Linked DNA regions of Mus musculus: regions 2 and 3 are each linked to region 1. Evidence: chromatin contacts called from public HiChIP or PLAC-seq data. All regions are on one chromosome and are shown on one strand. The core of a region is the stretch at or near the end of the contact, and the rest is flanking DNA. Distances in the headings are between cores, read along the strand shown. Region 1 holds the start of BC052040 (cDNA sequence BC052040). Region 2 overlaps Dph6 (diphthamine biosynthesis 6). Region 3 has its middle 28 kb from the start of 2810405F15Rik.

The links. HiChIP or PLAC-seq counts read pairs in DNA pulled down with a chosen protein or histone mark.
Region 2: a contact with region 1 is called in an H3K4me3 HiChIP or PLAC-seq map of pro-B cells, with 6 times the contacts expected there. The contact joins the enhancer-like site here to the promoter of BC052040 in region 1. A contact is called at or near these places in 2 of 39 promoter capture datasets (cranial neural crest and hippocampal neurons), 3 of 115 datasets of contacts at active chromatin or transcription factors (acute myeloid leukemia, large pre-B cells and pro-B cells) and 1 of 9 other capture datasets (macrophages).
Region 3: a contact with region 1 is called in an H3K4me3 HiChIP or PLAC-seq map of craniofacial prominence, with 3 times the contacts expected there. The contact joins the enhancer-like site here to the promoter of BC052040 in region 1. A contact is called at or near these places in 5 of 39 promoter capture datasets (the 3T3-L1 cell line, 3T3-L1-derived adipocytes, hippocampal neurons and 2 more), 2 of 484 Hi-C or Micro-C datasets (adipose-derived mesenchymal stem cells and nephron progenitors), 9 of 115 datasets of contacts at active chromatin or transcription factors (acute myeloid leukemia, bone marrow-derived macrophages, craniofacial prominence and 3 more) and 2 of 9 other capture datasets (adipose tissue and liver).

Annotation. Positions count from the first base shown.
Region 1 is chr2:115,580,043-115,583,793 of GRCm38.p6, forward strand. BC052040 (cDNA sequence BC052040) reads left to right here and starts at 1,674. Exons shown (of 11, transcript NM_207264.4): 1 at 1,674-1,943. The coding sequence starts at 1,843.
Region 2 is chr2:114,599,337-114,603,087 of GRCm38.p6, forward strand. The region is part of intron 3 of Dph6 (diphthamine biosynthesis 6); the gene reads right to left. Among named protein-coding and RNA genes, the nearest start is that of Dph6, 54 kb to the right of the region's middle. Within about 2 kb of position 1,970, at least 12 of the 459 cell types and tissues checked have an H3K27ac peak or open chromatin away from gene starts, as enhancers often do. A contact at or near this core is called in pro-B cells, where this site is marked.
Region 3 is chr2:116,101,902-116,105,652 of GRCm38.p6, forward strand. No RefSeq gene overlaps it. Among named protein-coding and RNA genes, the nearest start is that of 2810405F15Rik, 28 kb to the left of the region's middle. Within about 2 kb of position 1,705, at least 12 of the 459 cell types and tissues checked have an H3K27ac peak or open chromatin away from gene starts, as enhancers often do. A contact at or near this core is called in craniofacial prominence and stem cell-derived epiblast-like cells, where this site is marked.

The sequences.
Region 1 (3,751 bases), core at 424-2,923:
GAGTGACTAGGAGATGAAGTGATTACGCATTGTTGAGAGGCAGCAACACAGCGTACCAATTTTCACTTAAATCCCACTCTGGCTATTGACTTGTTCTCATGACCTCCGGGAAGTTCCTTGACCTTTTATGCCTTTGTTCACTCTGAACAAAGGAAGGACGGAGCAATAATGGGGATAGAACCTGCGCCAGGGGAAGTTACTGGGATTAAGGGAGTCCTTACAAGAATACCAACAAAACACTATCTAGTAAACATCCTACCTAGTTTACTTAAGGAACTTAGTCTTTATAACCTAAGTTACGTAAATAATGTCTGTTGAATGCTATGCTAAATAAATGTCTCTTGTACTATCTTATTGTTTTTATTGACAGATGGTCATTGGACATAGTGCTGATTTCACAAATATAAATTCTTTCATTTTTATGTCCACACACTCCCCCAGTCTTATTGCTTTCTCAGTATTTCTCTGCGTTCTTTCTTGTACATATGTGTATGTATGTAAATGTGTGTGTACTTGTGATCTATGTAAAACTGAAGAGCCACAAGGGAGAGGAAGCAAAAGATATTGGTTTGAGTCCTTTTTCCAGATGTAGTCATTATTTTAATCTTTAAAACTGTGTTTCTAAACCACATTTTGTTTATTCTTTCATCTGTTGACTGACAACTACGGTGACTCCATAACTTGGCTCTATACTACCTTATTTAGTCTTAAAACCTGCCTCATGAATTACAAATTTTTATAGGTAAAGTAATTGAGGCTTTGATGAACTAAAGAATTTACCAATGGGGTCTTATCTAGGCCAACCTTCCAACTTACACTTTACACCAAATGAAAGCAGTAAACCGTTTAAACGTGCTAAAACCTAAGCAGATTTTCTTCCTTTTGCTCAAAATGGGAGAGAACACATATCATACGCCCACCTTAGAAACAAAGGTTTCAAAAAACCAAACCAAACCAAACCAAATATATAGATGCTCTAATATATTAACTCAGAAGTTCGTATTTCTACACATTATTGGGCACTCACTATTGTGGGGGCCAGGAATTTACTTCTTTATGTATGCGAGAGTGGAATTGACATTCTACTGCCAGTTGTTTTAAGATGCAGAATTTAAGTTCTCAACAAAACCAGCATTGCTTTCCACCAGAGAATTTAATGCAGAATTTAAGTTCTCAACAAAACCAGCATTGCCTTCCACGGGAGAGGCTGAAGAACTTTCCCAGCACAGGCGAAACCGCTGGTTTGCAGAGATCCTGTTCGCTGCTTAGCTTCCGCTCACCTTGCTCCTTTGCAGGCCATCTGCTCAGAGCGGCAGAACTGGGCGTGTCGGAAAAAAACACATTCAAATCCCGCGCTCCACCAGAGCACTTCCGGGTTTCCAACTCCAGGCTGGAAAAGCATCCCTGTGACCCGAAACGGGCCGTCTGTGTTTCTCGCAGCTGGCAGAGTGTCTTCAATGAGCGTCTGGGTTCCGATCTCAGGGAGGTGTTGCTGGGGACACCTGCCCCTAAAGACGCAAAAAGAATTCGGTACGCAGCCGCCACTTCCTGGTTGCTTTGCCCTTACCCAAGATGGCGGCTAGTTGCCTTCGGCCCGGCTTACTGCGGCTGCTCAGTACACTCTGCTGGCGCAAATAGTTCTACAGCCCGCCTCTCCCGCGGAGGTGAAGCCTGGGACGCTGCGTGTCTCCGCCCCGCGGTGCAGCTAGGGGGGTGTGCTTTGGGGGCATAAGGGATAGCTAAATAAGTGGAGGGCCCAGGGTCGTACCGCGCTCTGCCCTTCCCTAGGTTCTAGGCACCAAGCCCGCACGAGCCCAAGGGTGATTTTTCCTTGGGCCCAATATGATACTAACCAAAGCCCAGTACGAGGAGATAGCCCAGTGCCTAGTGTCTGTACCGCCCACTAGGCAGAGCCTGAGGAAGCTGAAGCAGAGGTTCCCCAGGTAAGTCCCCATCTCCAATTCTCACAGCATTTTACCTGCACCCCAGTTCCCGCCACCCTGGCAGTCATAGAAGCCACGTGTCACACACAAATGGGAGGAACAGAGTTAGGTCGAAGATCATGAGAATGCTCTCTTCCCTCCACCTGCCTACCATACAAAACATTTAATGGCTGAGGCTCCTGAAGTCACTCCAGGCCTTGGGAGTTGAATCCAACTCAGCAGATCTTTACTTGATACATATTGCGGGTATGAGAGTGTACACATATTAAGTAGGTGCTTCATAGATGACCAGTGGTTAATCCACAGATACTAGCAGTAAATAATTGGTAATGGGATCTTTGCAACGTAAAAAAACGTGAATTGGCGGTTCATCGCACTGGGGTGCTGCCAACTTGACACAGACACCTAGAGATGGTAGATCTAGAGTGAACAGGACCCTTTCGGATTGCCACTGGTAGCAAGAGGGCCCAGGCCCAAAGGGGGCCTTGTCTTGTTGGCTGTGCAATGAAAAGATTCTTTATAGAGTTGAGAACATTAGGGGGTCACACTCTTGAGTCTGGTCATTTGGATCTCAAGGTCTGAAGGTTTCTCATTGTGTGCATACGTATTCCCCATGGGTTTCATACTTTTCACTTTGTTGTGGGATTTTAGGATTTTCCCACCTGCTAGGAAAGGTTTCTTAGAGATTATATAACATAGATTTTTTTCCATTTATAAGATGTAAAAACTGAGACCCACTCATTACTTGAATACCTGTTCAAAACAACTAGGTCATCATAATTAATATGTTAAATAATACAGAACATTTTGTATATTTTTTTATTCAAAACATATTATGACATTGAGCATAGTTACTCCTAATGGAGAGCTTTCCTATCAATAACACATAGCCTTTGACCATGCATCACCAGAGAGATTTCATTGAGAAAGACAAGTTATTGGATAGTAGGTATCAATACAAATTGAAGCATATCTTTCATGACCTCATATTTGGTAGACTAATTTTCCTAGACTCTAAAGAGAAAGGCTCTCCTTCCAATATTGTCCATACTTAAGGACTTTGTAGCTAGGGGATTTATCATAGTTCCTGTTCAAGAGCAGAGTTGACAAGTTGGAATTTAATTATTATCACTAGTTTTTTTTGCATCCTTTCTAAAATGAGTGGTGACTGACCATCCAGGGGGAAAAGGTATAAGATGTAGGTATATTATCACATGTATGTTATATAGTATATGGAATGTTTTATATGTGTATACATTGCTAGGGAGTTTTGGAGCTTTTTTGATACATTGCTATCATTATGGACACATATTACTATTTTCAAAAGAACATATGTATGTATTTGGATCCATATGTGTCAAGGTATGTGTGGAGGTCAGAAGAAAATTTGGAGTTGTTTCTTTCCTTCCATCAAATGGGTCTGGCAGTGGAACTCATGTAGTTAGGCTTTTTGGCAAGTGATTTGATCTACGAAACTATTTTACCAGCCCCACCATTAAAATATATATATATATATATATATATATATATATATATATGTGTGTGTGTGTGTGTGTGTGTGTGTGTGTGTGTGTTCGTATGTATAGTTATATGTATAGTTATATCCTAGAGTGTTTTCTAAAATTTAAATTAAAGCTGAGAAATTAAATAAAATACTACTAAATTTGTTTTGAATAATAGTAAGTATATTGCTTGTTGACATTTTATCTATAATAGTCATAATTCCAAAAATGGTTGAGATACGGCTGTATACTTTTGCAAATCTCTTTAAGATCTGCCTTAACTACAAGAAGCTGCATCTATTTTTA
Region 2 (3,751 bases), core at 720-3,219, 980 kb before region 1:
CAGATGCTCACAAACATTGCATCTCTTTACCATATACACCTAGTAATGAACAGAGGGGTTATTACAGTAAGTCCTCAACAAACATTTGTCAAATGAATAAAGTAAAAGATAATGAAGTCAAGCCAAAAAATATTATAATAGCATTAGTGAGCTTCCCTTTATCATACAGGTTTAATTTCTACTGATTCTCAATAGTGAATTTATAACTATTCATACATTTTGTAAACTGTCATTGATATTAAAATACAGTATCTCCCAGCAGGGCTGATCAGCTCTATTCTCTCAAGCATGGTCTTTTGCACCAACTAAGTCTTCTTGTCTGATGGGGTTCCTCTAAGTATTTTATGCTTTGGTTTGTTTTTAAAATAGCCATATGAGTGGAAATTGAGGAAACAAAATTCTATATCATAGCTAATTAAGTGCTGCTTAACAAACAAACAAAGCAGTTTTCAAAATTTCAATCAAATGCTACTAAGATAGAAACTGAAGCTCTTAGTTGTCTTTGTCATCAAAGAAGGACATATTATTGTGATGTGAATATAAAACCACCTTACAGGCTCACTTGTTTCAATACTTAGTTTCTAGCTGATGATGCTGTTTGGGAAGGTCCAGTAATCATTGCAGCCTTGATGAAGGACATCACTGGAGTTGGGCTTTGTGGCTTTGTAGCCTGGTTTACTTCCTCTTCTGTCTCCCTGGCTCCTGCTTAGAGAGCAAGTGTGATTGATGACTGTGTGCTCGGTAGGTGTGCTCAGCGTTCTGGCTGCCAGGTCTTTTGGAACTGTAATCCAGAGTAGACTGCTTTTCCCAAAGTTGCTATTTTTGAGGATTTATTTAATTAAAGAAACAGGAAATTAACCAATATTGGCATAAACCTAAAGCAAATGCTTCAGTATGTTAAGTTTTAGCTGATGCTTCAGGTCGTTCTGGCACAGTTTTTATCAAAAACTGGTATACAGTCTGACACTAAACAATAAAGAGAGACAAATTAAAAAAATAAGATAACCAAAGGCACAAACTGATACAACTCAAAGTGTAGGTCACTAGTTCCATTCACTCTAAAACTGCTCTGCTAAAAGTAAGCAATTTAAACAATGTCTAGCATCCTAACATTACAAGAGTTCAGAAACAATAGCTAACACATGGGTATTATACTTTCATCTGTCAGATAATGTCTGTTACTATAAAGTGAGCACTTCATGATCACTAAGAGCATCTTCAGTATGTTAATGACTGGTTCCTCCCCCTCTGGAGGACAGTGTCCTGTGCCAGTACCAAGATAAAACATCAACACTCTTAATATTCCTTAAATTTTTTCCCTAGCCATCTCTGAGGAGGTAGGGGCTTTCACGTTCTAAAATAGACAGAGCTTAAAAATGCTCAACAATAGCGACAAGACCCCTGCATTGTGGGTCATTTGTTTTTTCAACAGAAAGTGTACTCTAGTCCTGGTTTCTATTCACCCGTCTCTTCATCCTTGTCTCTCTACTCTGTTATAAAAGTCAGTTCACCTCTTGGGAAGAAATACTAAGTTCACTTATTCCTTCATTATCATAAGGAACCCTTTGAACTAGCTATGAACACATCCCTGAAGCATGAGGTAAGGCTATCTGAGATTTTTCTCTCCCTCCCTTTCCCACATCCCATATCTCTCTGCCTCCCAAAAAGCACCACTAGGAATGGCAGCCAGCAGAAAACACCTGTTTCTTCCTTTAGGGGACAAATGATTCTAAAATGGGAATAGATACAAGGGCAAAAATTGCTTTATAATTCCAAACAATGTATATTTCTCACATGTTTAACTATTTTTAATAATTCTACCAAGTCTATTGGCTAATGGCCGGTTATGGTTACAAATAGCCATAAGTCAGCTTTCAAACAGGTAAGGATTATTCTATCTCATACATTTAGCCATTTCAGCCCATGATGAGGAGGCCCCATTGTGTATCTCCTGTGGTGAGGCAGCAAGCTGACTGGTGTGTGGTGTGTGCAGTCGGGTAGAACCCATTCAACTTCCTGTACCCACAAGAGGTAAAGCAAAAGGAAAGAGAGATCGACTTCCCACAATCCTCTTTAAGAACATGGCCCCAAGAAACTTGGACCTCACTCTAAGCTGCACTCTTTCAATGTGGATTTCAGCAGAGGAGCTACACTCAGCCACACCACTAAGGCTCACACTACATTTTAACACAGATTCCTGCAGCCCAGGCTACCTTGCCACATTTTCATTTAGTCTGTTTAATCTTCTACTACATAGATGTTCTCAAAGCAAAATAGGTAATTTTGTATCTTAAATGTGTTTATATACTGACTCTAGTACTTAATTTGGTTTGCAACAAAATTATTTCAATGGGATAGCCATTTCCTATTATTTCTTTTTATCACAGGAAGTTCTAAAAGTTGCAATTTTTTGAGAAAGGCAGCCAATAGTGTTCTATTGCTCTACTTTTGTCTTTCTGTTCAGGTGTGGAGTACAACACAACACATGACTTACATTTCTGTGCAGTCCTGTGGCCTTATCAATCTCACTTGAAATGCTTGGAGTAGAAGCCAGTCTTGGGGCAAGGATCTCAGCACTTAAACAAAAAGTGGACCGATCCTCCCTGCTTTCTCCACAACAAGTTCTGGTTGAGAAACTATTTGGTTTCAAATAGATATGACTCCGATGTTTGTCATTTCTACCCAAATGTGGTACACTTTCACCAAATGCTTAAACAAGCTCTTTCTTTTCTATATTTCCAGGATAATGAATATACAAGATGCTACCACATAATAAGAATCAGAATCACTCTCTATGATGCTGAAAGAACTTTTCCTAGGATGCTGACAGACTCTCTCCTGATCAGGAACTGGTTTTGTTTGTCTGTTTTATCAGCCATGAGTCTTATCCTTTCCCTGCGCACATACAATCAATGAATGGATTACTGATAGCTAACTGTTCTTACATTGTCAATGTTCTCAGGAGACTAACAAGGAGTTCATCGTAACCCAAGTCAATTTAGTTTGACATTCCCTCATTTTCTTGAGAACTGCATTTGTAGCAATGAGGAAAAAGAGGAGGTTAAGTTTGCTGTTAGAAGTGCCTCTGTATTATCTCAGGAAGTTTTCTGCTATTTAAATAACAACTCAATTGATCAATGTACAAGCTATTTTGTTTCCTGGGATTATCTATTTATTTAATAATAACTAGATTGCCAAAAAAGCACCATGTCTATTCAAATATGCTATATCATATACAGATTTTTTCCTATTAGAAATAAGCTGCAAACCAAGTTCTAATATAAACTTGTTCTGTAAAACCTAATGTTTAAAGTATTAAGTGAGACACAATTTGGTTTGATGAATCCTTGCGTGACTTTCTTGTTTCAGGAGTGTCCTTTCTTCCTTCCCCGTTCCCTTATGATGTGCTCCTATATGTAACTTACTTCTTCTAATACTGCAGCGACAACTGGAAATAGTCATATGTCAAAATATTTAATAATTTAATATGTTATATTTAATATTTTATAATTTAATATTTATAACATTTTCAGCTGAAGAAAATGTCTCTTAATACTATATTCCTTGTCTTTGCAGCAAAGCAAACCACCAGAGGTCCTGAAGCACTCTGTTTATTATACACATGCTTAGTCTCAGACATTTAGTTCTGTCCCCAAAATTGCTAACATGGGATCAACTGATGATATATGTAAATTTTCCTAGAAATCTTCCATTATATACAACCTCACACAAAATTTTGGTATTGCAACCT
Region 3 (3,751 bases), core at 455-2,954, 520 kb after region 1:
GGTCACAGGAGGCTCTGAAGCTGGGGTTACAGGTTGCTATGATCTATCTGATGTAGGGGCTGGGAGTTCTACTCCTCTGGAAGAGTAATGTGTGCTATTAATTGCTAAGCCATCTCTCTAGCCCCTTCTTAATAACTTCAAGCCAAATTTTAAAAATAATATTAATAGCATGCATGAATTTAGGAGAGTCTAGATGTAGTACAGAATCGAGTTTTATCTACAAGCCACTGCTAGCCTTGGTTGGTGAAGTGTCACACAGACATTTGTCCATGCTAAATGAATGTCCACATTCTGAGTTACAGAAAATCATCTCCAGGTTGACGTTCTGAAAGGAAAAAAAAAAAAAGCTTATGGTGACTTGGCTACTGAGTAGCCTCAGAACTGTCCTGCTGGATTTGGGTGGTGACTGGTCGGAACACCCTTTGGAAGTTAGAAGAGAGGTACAGGAGGGCCTGGGACAGCGGATGCCACTGGGAGCCACTGCTTTCATTCTCATTTCCCAGAGGGTCTTCATCGAGGACCGTAGGTCATTCCCTCCCCTCACTTCTGGAGAATGCTCATCTCCAGATCTTTGAGAGAAGATCAGTAAATCACAGAATCTTTCCTTTAATAATACACTTTGAAGTTTACTAATCAGTTATTGGGATCCTGACTTTAATTTTGGGATCAAATGAGCTTTACAGATTAAAAGCAAAATCCTTCAGAAAAGAAATGTGATACCCATCCTTAGAAATGCTCTCTGGAGCCAGGGATGCTAGCCTTACTGCAATCCCAGCACTTGGGAGGATGAGGCAGGAGGGCTGATGTGAGTTCAGGGACAGCCTGGCTCCAGAGTGAGATGCTGTCTAAAGACAGCAGGCAGGAGGGGGAGGCAGGAAGGAGGATGACGACGAGGACAACGAGGAGTACGGAGTACGTCTCAGAATCCCAAACTTGCATTCTATATAAAACCACCATCTATCTGAAGCTCTAGAATGTGCAGGGCACCATGTAGAATCTGATAGACATCTTCAGGTGACAGGATTCTCACTTTTCATGAACTTCTGATAGATCTGTAAACTGAATTGTAAAAATGATACACATGATCTTTTAATCAAACAAATTTCTTGAGTGTTTAATTTTTAAAAACGTCTTATTACATTTCCCTTAACAAATGTTCAGTATTCAAAACTCCCAGTGTTCAAAATTGTGGTGATGCAGTGCTTGAGTTGGTATGGGACATGGTGAATGAACGCCCAGCTTAATTTATTTTGTCGCTACTGTTACTACAGTATCCCACAAATTTTACTCTGCAATCATCTGAAATGTAGTAAAACAATTTAAGGAAAGAATTGCAATACATATAGCAACCATGATATTAAAATCATAAAGATAAAAGAAGCCGGTCTGTGGAAGGAAGCAACTGACCACTTCTCACTATAGTTTCTGTTCTAAACTGTTAAATAGAATAGAACAGGGAAACGAAAAGTATTTAAATAAACAAACCACCACTACCCCCCCCCCCCCAACATCAACAAGGAAAAGAAAGGAAGGAAGGAAGGAGGGAGGGTAGAAGGGAGGGAGAGAGGGAGAGAGAGAAGGGGAGGGGAGGGGAGGGGAGGGGAGGGGAGGGGAGGGGAGGAGGACAAAGAAAGGCCAAAGCCAGAAGCCCAGCTCTGGGGAATTTGCAGCCCTGCTGGCTTCAGGCCTGAGTGGCCACTAACAGGCCTGCTGGTGCCTGCTTTACATAGGAGGAGTCTGCAGCCTGAGGCTCTGTGCACATAGCATAGCTCTGTTTAGGGTTCAAATCAAAATAAAGGACCTCAGCCTTGTGATACTAAGCGGTTGGCTTCAACTCCACGACACTTTTTGTGACATTCTTTCCTTTCATAAAAGCAGCAGATAATATTTACTTGAAGATAATGTCGAGAACAAGCTGGGGCGTGGGGGTGTGGGATCAGATCTCTTCTCTCAAAGTTGGGCGATGTAAGTCCTGGTTGAGCCCTGTAATCCTGGCTTTTCTTTTGGTTACTCCCTTTGCTTAGAATGGTTGAAAACAAAACTCTGGGCTTTTTCCTGAAGTGGGTTTCTAACTCTGACTGAATTAAAAGCAAGCCAGGTGTCCTGCTCCACGAAATCCAGGAGCCTAAAGGTGATGCCTCCTCTATTACCCCGACCCCTGTCATCTCTTTGTTTTAGCCCAGGATACCGAGGAATGCTAGAGAGCTGCCCGGTTAACATGTCAAGAAATCTCTAGCTCAGATAAGAATCTCGTAGGGTCTGCTCTGTGCAAAAATATTTAAAACCCAAAGCAACCATTTAAATGTTGTTTATTTTGATGGGCCAGGCAGATTTCTTTGTTTTGTAAAATGTTGCATGCCCAGGTTTTCCCTTCGTGGGGGCAGTTTTTGTTCCAGTATCCTATCATTATTTGCTCCCAAAATTTTATCTCTTTTGTTTAAACCATCTAAAAATAAAAGTGGTTGTTGATCTAATTTTCTCATGAGCTTAATTTGTCAATTATCAAATCACATTGGTCAATACAACGACTGAATCAAATGTGACCCTGACGGTCTCACTTTTAAAAGCTTCTGTAGCCTGTTTTGTTATTTCAATGCACAGTATTTACAAGCAAAAGCCTTGAGCTGATCAATAAGAAACAAAAATGCACTGTCCCCTGTCATTTCAAAGTCATCCATTACAACAACTCAAATATAAAACTCAACTGCTCTGGAATACAAATAGAACTGCATAATGAGGCGTATGTCTAGAAACGAAAAGAGCACTTTTGAAAGTATTTTAGGAAGTATTAATCTAATTCCAGCTATTAATTTTTGATTTTCATTCTTGAACGTGTGGATGCTATAAAAATGATATTAAAATGTATAATGCTCTCCTACCCTCCCTCCCCCCCTCCCCCTCATCTCCTTCCTTCCTCCTTTCCTTCCTCCTCTCCCCTCCTTCCTTCCTACTCTCTCTCCCTTTTATTCTGGTGCAGAATAAAGAGTAGAGCACCTCAGAACACTAGATTTCTCCTCTTCCTACTTCAGACAAGGGACACTGACATGAATATTGGAATCATGTAGACGACTCAGGAAGACAAACATTGAAAGAGTCTTAGGCGAGTAAATCTCACTTTCTATTAGATTCTTGGTAAACACGGGGCACATAATTGATGATAGCTTCTTCTCTTGAAGACAGTATTAATTTTTTTTTTACCAATTCATTTTATGCCGTGGCTTAGAATAATGCTAAAAACAACACCAAACAAGCCAACAATCAAAACCAACCAAACAATAAACCCCACAGAGCAGGCACTAGTAGTGTTGTGTTACACACTATACCTAATGACCAACACTACTTAGAGATGCGGGAGACAGATAACTAACTGAACTTACTTTGCTTTAACTATTCCTTAAGGTTCCAAACACAAGCAAAAGCCATTGGAAGCTTAGCAGTGGTGGCATTTGTCTGGAACCAACGCTAATTTTTGCCACCATAAGCATCTCCTAAAGCTTGGTGTCATATCCCGTGTACAGAAAGTGACATCTACTGGAGAAACCAGAACTGAATATTTACTTTCCAAACCTCTTTTTTTTTTTTTTCCCTCCCTGCCAAACTTCCAGACAAGTTGCAATATCCTCAGGCTTATTCAAAGTTTGTAAAACAAAGAATTTTATTTGGCTGAATGTGGTAAAGCCTGGTTTGCCCGTGTCATTCATTGTTTTCTTAGGGATGTCCGTCGGGAAACAATGGTTATTGGGATCTCACA